3 separate regions of the Mus musculus genome follow, and all the other regions are linked to region 1. Evidence: chromatin contacts called from public HiChIP or PLAC-seq data. All regions are on one chromosome and are shown on one strand. The core of a region is the stretch at or near the end of the contact, and the rest is flanking DNA. Distances in the headings are between cores, read along the strand shown.

Evidence for each region. HiChIP or PLAC-seq counts read pairs in DNA pulled down with a chosen protein or histone mark.
Region 2: a contact with region 1 is called in an H3K4me3 HiChIP or PLAC-seq map of the SCID.adh cell line, with 20 read pairs. The contact joins the enhancer-like site here to the promoter of Arfgef1 in region 1. A contact is called at or near these places in 4 of 39 promoter capture datasets (the HPC-7 cell line, HPC-7-derived erythroid cells, epiblast stem cells and 1 more), 2 of 484 Hi-C or Micro-C datasets (the G1E-ER4 cell line and conventional dendritic cells), 2 of 115 datasets of contacts at active chromatin or transcription factors (the SCID.adh cell line and bone marrow-derived macrophages) and 1 of 9 other capture datasets (pancreatic islet).
Region 3: a contact with region 1 is called in an H3K4me3 HiChIP or PLAC-seq map of the SCID.adh cell line, with 36 read pairs. The contact joins the enhancer-like site here to the promoter of Arfgef1 in region 1. A contact is called at or near these places in 4 of 39 promoter capture datasets (the HPC-7 cell line, HPC-7-derived erythroid cells, liver and 1 more), 21 of 484 Hi-C or Micro-C datasets (the AML12 cell line, DN3 thymocytes, ECoMG-derived neutrophils and 11 more), 6 of 115 datasets of contacts at active chromatin or transcription factors (the HPC-7 cell line, the SCID.adh cell line, bone marrow-derived dendritic cells and 2 more) and 2 of 9 other capture datasets (adipose tissue and liver).

What each region holds. Positions count from the first base shown.
Region 1 is chr1:10,230,993-10,234,264 of GRCm38.p6, forward strand. Arfgef1 (ADP-ribosylation factor guanine nucleotide-exchange factor 1(brefeldin A-inhibited)) reads right to left here and starts at 1,678. Exons shown (of 38, transcript NM_001102430.1): 1 at 1,379-1,678. The coding sequence starts at 1,502.
Region 2 is chr1:10,347,208-10,350,479 of GRCm38.p6, forward strand. All of the region lies in intron 8 of Cpa6 (carboxypeptidase A6), which reads right to left. Among named protein-coding and RNA genes, the nearest start is that of Arfgef1, 120 kb to the left of the region's middle. Within about 2 kb of position 1,759, at least 5 of the 459 cell types and tissues checked have an H3K27ac peak or open chromatin away from gene starts, as enhancers often do. A contact at or near this core is called in the SCID.adh cell line, where this site is marked.
Region 3 is chr1:10,323,782-10,327,053 of GRCm38.p6, forward strand. It overlaps Cpa6 (carboxypeptidase A6), which reads right to left. Exons shown (of 11, transcript NM_177834.4): 11 at 938-1,530. The coding sequence ends at 1,343. Among named protein-coding and RNA genes, the nearest start is that of Arfgef1, 93 kb to the left of the region's middle. Within about 2 kb of position 1,745, at least 64 of the 459 cell types and tissues checked have an H3K27ac peak or open chromatin away from gene starts, as enhancers often do. A contact at or near this core is called in DN3 thymocytes, ECoMG-derived neutrophils, the G1E-ER4 cell line and 7 more, where this site is marked.

The sequences.
Region 1 (3,272 bases), core at 428-2,927:
AATTCAATTTTTGCAACTGTACAATAGTCTTCTCATTCACCTGGAAACGTGTTGTTAGTTACAATAACAAAATGGGAACTTATGACCAATGAAGGGCAAAGGAAGGAACTATTTAAGTCCACTATACTACTACATTAACAACAAAACACCACCAACAAAAAGGACCATTTTTTGGTGGATGTTAAACAAATCCAGTTGATGTTTTTCATATTACTAAGTATTGAGAAAAAAAGGAGGAAGGGCGGCTGTAACATTTGGAGTAAGTTAAATGGTAGTCTTAAGTCAAAACTTAAATGCAAAATTGTCTCTAACCTATCTGGACCCCTTACTTTAGCATAAAGTTAGTTTGTCCCCTTTCAAAAATGTTTTTCAAAAATCACTTTTAACCATTTTCATTTCTTGCAAAGTTGAGCTGCTCTGGTCCAGGGCTATAAACAAAAGGGTAAGCATCACAAATTTATCTGTGTTAAATGTTCTGGCTTCTCCCTTAACAATTCTCTTATTGATGGATGCACTAGACCTACCAAACCTACCGCAAACAAATCGTTATCTGCCTACAATGGTTTTATAGGTATTGTTTGGGATTTGCCCTGCTGTGGCTTCATTACACTAGACCTCTTCTGTCTGAACTATAAATCACAACTGAAGCTTGAGAACAGCTGCCACTGTCCAGACATGTGGCTGGTGGGTGTCATTGTCTTTCTCTTTTCTCTCATTTCACACACACCCCTTTCTGTGTTACCTAAAGTCAATTTATCTAAAGGTTCTTTCCTTCCACATTTCCACACAGACACGGCCACCGCCACCCCCTTAACCTCTAGTCTTGTTCTTCCAGGTCAGCCCAGTAGGTTACATTACTACTCTTTTTTCCTGTAGCTGGGGCAGAGAGATGGCAAACTCGAGGCACCTTTTGCAACCCCCTTTCTCGAGACTGTCAACGAGGGAACAACTTCAACCTTTCTTCCCAAAGTACCACGCCAAATCATAAAGTTATTGTAATTGCAATACGGAACCCTCCCCCACGCTCAGTCTCGTCAGATCGGCCCCACCTCAATTTCTAAGCTAATAAACAACAGCTCATCTTCTGCTCCATCACAAAGGATGACATTCTGTCCGCACCGCAGGGGCCACCAACAACCCTCCCCCCATCCCGTCCTGTGGACCACTCGAAGCCAGGTGCCTCGCGATCCGTAACCATCTCGAGTTCCAGGGGCCCCGGCTGGCCGCCTATCCTCCTCCACTCAGCCGGTGCCCCGCGTCCAGCCGAGTTGCTGTCAACTCCAGTCGGGCGGCCAGCAGGGCTCCCCGGACGAGCCGCCCGCCACGCCGCCCACCTCTCGCGGCCGGCACCCCGCGCCGCGGCCTCCTCCGGGCTCACCTAGGGCCACCTCGCACGCTTTGCGCAGCTGGGAGTGATGCGCCTTCTTCACTTCCTTGTCGGCCAGAATCTTCTCCAGGGCCCGGGTCAGGAACATGTTCTTCGTCTTCTTGCCCTCATACATGGACGCGGAGGAGGCGGCGGCGGCGGCGGTCCCGGCGGCTGGAGGGAAGGCGGAGGAGGGGGACGGGGACCGGGATGAGGACGGGGAGGGAGAAAGGCGAGGAGGTGGCGGTGGGGGCGAGGAGGCGTGGAGGGCAGCGGCGGCACCAGGAAGCGGCCGGCGACGCGGAGCGGCCGCGGGGCCGCCAAGGGCGTCGAAAGCCTCGCCACGCTCGAGGGGCCGCCGTTCGAGGGCCGCGCCCGTCCGGCCTCGGCGCCGTCGGCCCGGGGGTCGCTTCCCGGCCGCCCGCCTCACTCGTCCCTACGGCCCGGCGGCGGCGGCACTCGGCCCGGGCGGCCGTCTTCCCGGGGCCGAGGGCCTAGGTGGCGGCGCCTCACACTGCCAGCAGGCGCGAGGCTGCCCTAGCTACCGTGGGGACCAGCATCCGCCGCAGCCGCCGACTGGCCTCCATCACCGCCGACCTGCCCCGGACGCCATGTTGAGAGGAAACGACGCGTCACGCAGCGGCCGAACGGCTGCGGAGAGGAAGCGGCGGCGGCGGCGGTGCCAGCGCCAGCCCAGAGCTGCCGCGGCGCCGAGAGGCAAGGGGCGGAGGGCGGCGCGGGAGGAGCGGCCGGAGCTGCAACTCTACGGCGGCCCGGCGGGGACTCGCCGCCTCCCGCGTTCGCCTGCAGGGCAGCGTGGGGCGTGGCGGGCGTCCTGCTGCGCGGCACGGCGTGGCGCGGGGCTTCTGCTCTTGCGGGCTACTGGGATGCGTGATCGGAGCACAGGGGCGCTCCCAAGGCCGGGACGACAGGACCCCTGCCTACCGTGCACGGGCTTCCCCAACTTTCTGGACAGCCGGTCGCCGGGGAGCAAAGTTCCTCGCGGTCCTAGGGCCACAGGAACACCCGCGTCGCTCCCTCAGGCGCACCTGGTTTCCGCCTGCCACACGGGGTCTAAATTTCCTTCTCAGGTGTAGGAAATTGCTATCCTTGACCGATACTTTCAATTACTTCAAGATGGATCTCTTTTGCAAAACGTAAGCTAAAAACCACTGGGCGAAGATTCAGGAATATTTTCACTTTTTAAATCTCTCAATAGGGTAAATCAGTAAACCCTAGGTTTCATGCCCTTTTCTGATTGACACTGAAGTTAAGGTGAGTGCTTCTGACTCAGGTACCGCACAGAGCCCTCCCGTTCTCTACCTTTAATCCGGAGTTTTCAGAATGGAAAAGCTTTAAGAACAGATACTCCTGACCATACTGTGCCTGCTTTAATGCCACAGAACTCAAATTTCCGCATTGCTTCTGAGAGAAAACGTTAAGAATCCCATGAAATAAATGCAGCCGGTTTACAGGGGGTTCCATGCTATTGCGTGTCTCCAGCAACATGGGATCCCGGTTAGGATACAGCTTTTGCTTTCTTTTCCTTAGAGTGTGTTAGCTGTGGATTTATATTAATGCAGCAATCAGAATCCAAAGGTGTGAACGCTGCAAAGTGACAAGACTTGAGACGTATGAAAAGCCAAAGGAAATAAAAATGGGAAATCTGAAGGTGACATACAATTAAAATGGACAGATACATCAAAATGTGGTTGTCCTGAGAAATCTACAAATCCATTACCTTCATCTTAAACACTAAAATCTTCGAAATTAGAGATTCATTTTGCTCCTACATCAAATATAATGTACATTCTGTTATACATCAGGGAAACATACTCCATTTCTAATTTGTCTTTGCTTCCTAATGCTAGGGTTAAACCAGGTTTCATTGAAAGTACTATCTGAG
Region 2 (3,272 bases), core at 509-3,008, 120 kb after region 1:
GGAAGGGACCAAAGAAGGAGGAAAAGGGAATTCTGCCATGACCAGGGCATAGGAGACAGGCCACGCCCTGAAAGGTGCAGGAGGGAGAGACAGCCAACAGAGGGAGAGACAGCCAACAGAGGGAGAGACAGCCAACGTGTAGGTTCAAAGGGAAAGCTGCCCAGCAGGGTCTAGGGCAGCAAAGTTAAAATATAAATTCAGTAAGTATTACCTCAGCAATATCGAAGGGGAGTGTGTGTAAGCCACAAGGAGTTAGGAAGTGGCCCAGCCATTGAGCTGTTTTAGATATTTAAAATATAAGTCTGTATATGTACGTGTGTCTTTCGGGAATCCAGAACACTGGGGCAGTAGCCAGAAGCACAGAAAATAGAGAGCAGATTAATATAATACCGTTTCATTTTCCTGTAAAAAATAAACCACAGCAATATCATTTCTACATAATTAAGTTGTAGTAGAGACAGCAGGTGTCTGCCTTAAGGATTGCAGCAGCTTCCTGCCTCCTAGGCTACAATAAGTTGGGTCTTAAAGTGATAGAAATGATACTGTTGCTGTCCTTGAGACTAGCAGTATAAAATCAAGACATCAACAGAGCTGCCCTCTCTTTGGATGTTCTAGGAAAGAATCCTTCCTTGCCATTTTCAGCTTTTCCCTGCTCCTACCATACTTGATTTGTAACCGTGTTACTTCAGTTTCTGTCTCCTTCTTTATATGGTCATTATTATGGTTTGAATATAAAATGTCTCCAGTAGACTCATATGTTGATTGTTTGGTCCTGAGTTGGTGGTAGTACTATTTTGGGAGGCTATGGGAATTTTAGGAAGAAATAGATCCTTGGGATATGTTGTCCTACTTTTCTACCCCACCTCTGCTTCTTGTGAACAATGAATATGCTTCTTTACCATATACTCTTCTGGCCTAAGTGCACAGGGACAGGGACTATGAACTTGAACCCTCTGAAATCAAGAACAAAGATAAATCCCCCTACCTTAATTTGTTTATGGCATTGGGTTAAGGCATCCTGTTACAGCACTGAGAAAGTCTTTCTGTGTGGCTTTGTGTGTCCTTTCATCAGGTTTAGAGTGTATCACACTCTAGTATACAAATACCCCAATTCCAAACATGTTTCTATAGAGATATTCCAGGTTCACATGAATTTTGGAAGAGCATGTCACACTGCTGCAAAATGTCAGTGTTGTAGCCCCCCAAATTACTGATGCTAACTTTCAGTGGTTAATTGCCCTGCTTCTTGGAAGCCTCACTAAAGAGACCTCAGTGTTGTGTACAGATGGTTTGCCTCTGCATATTTTCCTGCAGAAGCCCCTCCCTTTTGTGGCAAGCATAGTACTTGGGCAGCTGTTTTCTGCACTGAGTCCCACTGTGTCCCCCTGCAGCAAGCCCAGGGCTCCCTCCCCCTCTCTGGCCACTCTGAGGAAACCCAGCCCAGCATTAGAATGGCACTGCCCATAACTCCCCCTCCCCCATTGAAAACACCTGGAGGAGCCAGATGCTAGCTTGATGCTGGCCAGATGTTAGCTCTCCACCTCTGTGATGCTAGAATCTAGCCCTCCCTCTGATAAAGAACCAAGCTCCCCAGGTGCCTGTCCTTGGGACCTTAAAGAAATAACAAACTCAATGAAGATTAAGGCCCCACGTTTAAATCGTGAGAAAAGGTAATCAGAAGTCACAGACAGTTATGACCGGCCATAAAAATAGTCCCTGATAACCCCACATAGGCACCCATCAATCCCCCTCCCAGCTTCAGTTCCCTCCCACCAAATGGTTACAGCCCTCCACTCCCCTTCACCCTGAGCACTCAAGGAATTCCTAACTATACTGAATATAAACCCAGTGCTTTCTGGACTCAGCATCACATGCCAGCATTTACTCTGTGAGTTCAGGGAATGTGATCCAAGTCAAGACTCAGAACAATAAAAAGAGACTTTTGCAAGTTGCAGTGGACTTTGCAATTCTTGGGGTCATCTGGGTTTCCCATGGACTTAGGGCATAACAACAGCAGGAAGAGCAGGTGGCAGTGAAGTTTATTCATGGTGGGGAAAGGGGGTGGAAAAGAAAAGGGGGAGATAGAGGGAAGGAGGGAGGGAGGGAGAGAGGGATGAAGACACTCACCCCCCCCCCACACACAGACACACACACTAGCTAGAGATAAGATCCCTTTGAAGATCTATCTCCAGTGACCAGGTAGGTACTATGTTTTAAACTTCCCATAACTTCTCCAAAACTAGGTCTTTTGTAAACACATCCATAGAGACATTGTTCAAGAAGAGGAGACTGGAATAAACTAAATCAAAACCAACTTCAAGAATATAATACTGTACTTTTATTTTCATTACTATTTCTTATGAGGCTACTTCATAAAAATGAGATATATCATCAAAACAATCCCTCACTATAATGTTATAAAGAAAATCTTAAGTACCTGCAATCAAGAAAACTAGACCATGTTTATGAGCATGATGACAGTATTATAAAAGATGCCAATTTCTGTCCCACAAAATTCCAACAAAAATGTCACCATCAGGATTTTTTGAGAAAATAACTAATAAACTCTAATGTAAAAGCATTTTATTACCTTAGCTTTTAAAAATAAAATTTATTGAGATGTAACTTAAATGATGTATAGCCATTAACCAACACTGCAGCCCAGATAAAGGACAAAGAATGGCCATTCCTCTCTCCTTGCCTCCCTCCCTCCCTCCCTCGATCCCTCTCTCTCTTCCTCAGCTTCCTTCTTTTTCCCTCCCTTCCTCTCCCTCCAGAGCTGAGAATTGAACCCAGGGCTCAGGGTTCATACATGGTAGGTAGGTTCTCTGCTGCTGAGCCCCAAACCCTTAGCTTTTATTTTGTTTTGTTTTTTGAGGAGGCATCCTGTTAAGTTATTCAGGCTAGCCTTGAACTTAAGGAGACAAAGCTGAACTCGTGATAACACCTGCCCACCTCACATTCCCAAGTAGCTGGAATTACAGGGCTGTACCACCAGGCCTCACCTTTCTTCTCCAAATGAGTAAATCTTTTCTGCTCTATTCCTTTGACTTTGGACATAAGCTTTAACATGAGGGTTGTACACTATTAATCTGTTTGAGTAAAGTTTCATTATACCACCTTTGGGTAGAAGTTATATGATACGTTTACGTGATGAAGTCCTCCTAAAAGAGCTTTATTCATATTGGCTTATAAATAATGGAATATTGTCACAAAATTAGCTAAAAATCATTTTAGTTCATTGGACTTAAAATTTGACAAGTAAGTTAATT
Region 3 (3,272 bases), core at 495-2,994, 93 kb after region 1:
GGCCCAAAAGCCCTTGGCATTTCAATCTCCATCTTGTTCCTGGGCCATCATTTTATAATTATTATTCTTAACTTCTGCTTTTAAGAAATTTGTTTTTCTGTTTCCTGAGTATAGTTAAGACATCTTATGGTTGGAACCTTCCAGCTTTAAGACATCTTCTTGTTGGAACTTTCTTTTTACTCAACTGGTTGCTTAGCACTTTCCATTTACCCAATCACTTATTTAGCAATTGATTCAACTTTGTAATTGTGGTTTGCAGCTTTATATGCCAAGTGTTTTCTGAAAATAAATGAGACTTGATCAGACCTCTGTCTTGTCTCCTTCCTTTGCATCTCTTGTTCCATCCATTCTCCCTCCCTCCCTCAAGATCCTCGTTGTTTAATCCTGCAGGTTGGGACACATTACTATTTATAACAGTACAAAATTACAGTTATGAAATAGCAACAAAATAATTTTATGATTGGGTGGTCACCACAACATGAAGAACTGTTTTAAAGCATCCCAGCTTTAGGAAGGATGAGAACCACTGCATGTGTTTAGGTCCCATTTACCTCTCTTAACCCCACCTCATTTCCCCCCACACCTCTTTATTTCCAACACAGCTCCCTTCTAACTTCTCACTCTTAAAGTAACCCAGAGTTAATTAGAATTGTTTGCATGCATCCACGTGCATGTAGGGTTATTTACTAGTTCATAAGAGACTTGCCAGTGGATACACACTGGAAGAAAAATGACTCCCCATATCCTACAGCTCTTAACTTCCAATAAATTCTCAGCTGGGGTGGGCCTCAGGTGCCCCTCATCTATCCATGATTCAGTGTTGCCAGGGTCTATCTTGTGCAGTGAGCCACAGGTCTGTGGGTTCATTTGAACATCTGCCCAACTTTTTATAGATGTATACAGTCCACTGAACTGAGATGAATGTGTGAATCATGTTAGTTTTTTGAAAAGTTATGTATTTATTAAGAAACACAGTTGATTGTTTCCATTTCAAATAAGAACCAAGTAATTCAATGTCGTTGGTAGCATAGGTCTTAATCAAGGATGGAGTGGTTGAGAGAAGAGAAATCCTCAATTAATTTGTACACCTTTTGAGACAAAGGAATTTGAAAACATTCCCTCCCCCTTGTAATCAAATAGGACTCTAAAGAGATATAAAGTGGACTTTCTTCTCATACCAAAGTAGGCTGTGCCCTACTTTTCAGTCTTTGCAAAGTGTCGAATTGCATGAAAGATCCTTTTAGGTCCATGGATCCTTCCAGTCTAAACAGTTATGTTTGCCAAGGTGCCTTTTGATCAGAATCTGCTTTCTCTGTGTTGGTAGACTAGATGACTGTTCCTCTCAAGGACATTTCTTTAGCAGGTGCATTGTGATATTCTTCACAGCCAGCATGGTCTCTGTGCAGGTGGGTTTAATGAGCATCTCTGGCAGTAGAAATCCAAAATGCCCAGTGTCTCGCAGTTCAAAAGCAAATGCATAGGGTATTCCATTTTTATAAGCCCAATCCATTGAGTTACCAGAGCTTACATCTAAAAGTTAAAAAGAGTCACTTCACTAAGGAGTATACATTAATTTACACACACACACACACACACACACACACACACACACACACACACACACACACACAGAGAGAGTAATAATAAGCAGAAATTGAAAGAATATTCTAACAGTGTTCTTCAGCATCTGGCTCATGTGCTTACAAATCACATGTGCTTTTGTCTTTGATCTGAGCCTTAGCGCTGCGCCAGTGTGATAACCACAAAGTTCCTCAACGGTAGTTCCCACAGCATTTATCTTCATCCTTACTCTGCTCGCTTTACCCACCGATAAGCAATCTACAATGAGAAACCTCTGTTGTTCTTATTACTCAGTTCTTTCTTTTTAAGGTCTGAGAAATTGGAACTTTGGCTCCCAAAGCCACCATATCTCCTCCTCTTCCTGTGTTCTCTCACTCCTGTTGAGCCTCTTCCTGCCTTCTGCCTTAAGTTTCCAGACCTCACCCTGCTTTCCAGTGGTTTTGTTTCACTTGTCCATTGGCGGTTATCTCATTAAAACTTCCCCTAGATCTTTCCAGTGCCTTCCTCTGTCAGCTTCTCTAATGATCAACTTACTACCAGCTTTACCGACTTCAGTTCAGGGAAGGGCATCAGAGAGCATCCTTGTAGAGGAGGGGCCTGTGGTGTGCATTGTGCAATGTCTAGGCTGCTTCACAGCCTGGCATTTACTGGACTTCCTCATTCTTAGCTTATCCCACTCCCCATTTTACTTCTGCCCCCAACTGGTTAAGCATTACCTCCTCTGATGACATTAGAACCTAAAGTTTTCCTTTTTTAGCTCAGAAGAAGACATGCTGCTTGCTTCCACCTTCCTCCCCTCCCCTCCCTCTTTCTCTTCCCTCCCTCCCTCCCTCCTTCTCTTCTTTCCTTTCTTCCCTCCCTCACCCTGTCTTGATACCACGTGACACTCCCATCTCTATATTGTGAATATCTTCCAGGTCTTTGTGTCCGTCCTTATGTCTGCATGGGCTAAAATGCTCAACATATTCATAATATTCCCATATACCCCTGGTTACCATACTTCCCCCTCCCCCATCCTTATTTTGTTTTGAGAACTCAAGGGATTTCAAGCATAAAGATGGCTGCACCCTCAAACATGTTTAGTCTGGTTCTTGTCTCTGCTTGTGTGGTAAACTTTGTTCTTGAAGGTCCCCAATGACCCTATATCTTTTCTTTTCTCGTCTTTTCTTTTCTTTTCTTTTCTTTTCTTTTCTTTTCTTTTCTTTTCTTTTCCTTTCTTTTCTTTTCTTTCTTTCTTCTTTTTTTTGTTCTCCTCTCAGATACTACTTTTAAGCCTCTCATAGCACTTAACATAGCTAAGAGTCCATTCTGGTTACTCTCTCCTCTGGCTCCCGTGGCCTCATATGCTACAGCTCTTCAGGCAAGAACTGAAAGCATGGGGTACTGACTGAAGGTACCCTGCCTGTATGCCAGGTATCCACTTCTACCTGCTGCATGCTTTCCCTGCACCTCAAACTCCGTTAAAAAAAGATAATGCCAATACCTGCTACATAAGGGTTGCTTTTAAAATTAAATAATAAATCACTTGAAAGTACGTTGGATGTGCTATTATTACTTTTTTTATTTCCACCCCAAAGTTCCTAGTATATAGAGTTTAGAATTAAAAAGTTCCAAGGGGAATAATTTATTAAATGAATTAATATTGTACAGAAAAATCTTGATGTACTTTCTTTCCTGAAATTTCTGTGATC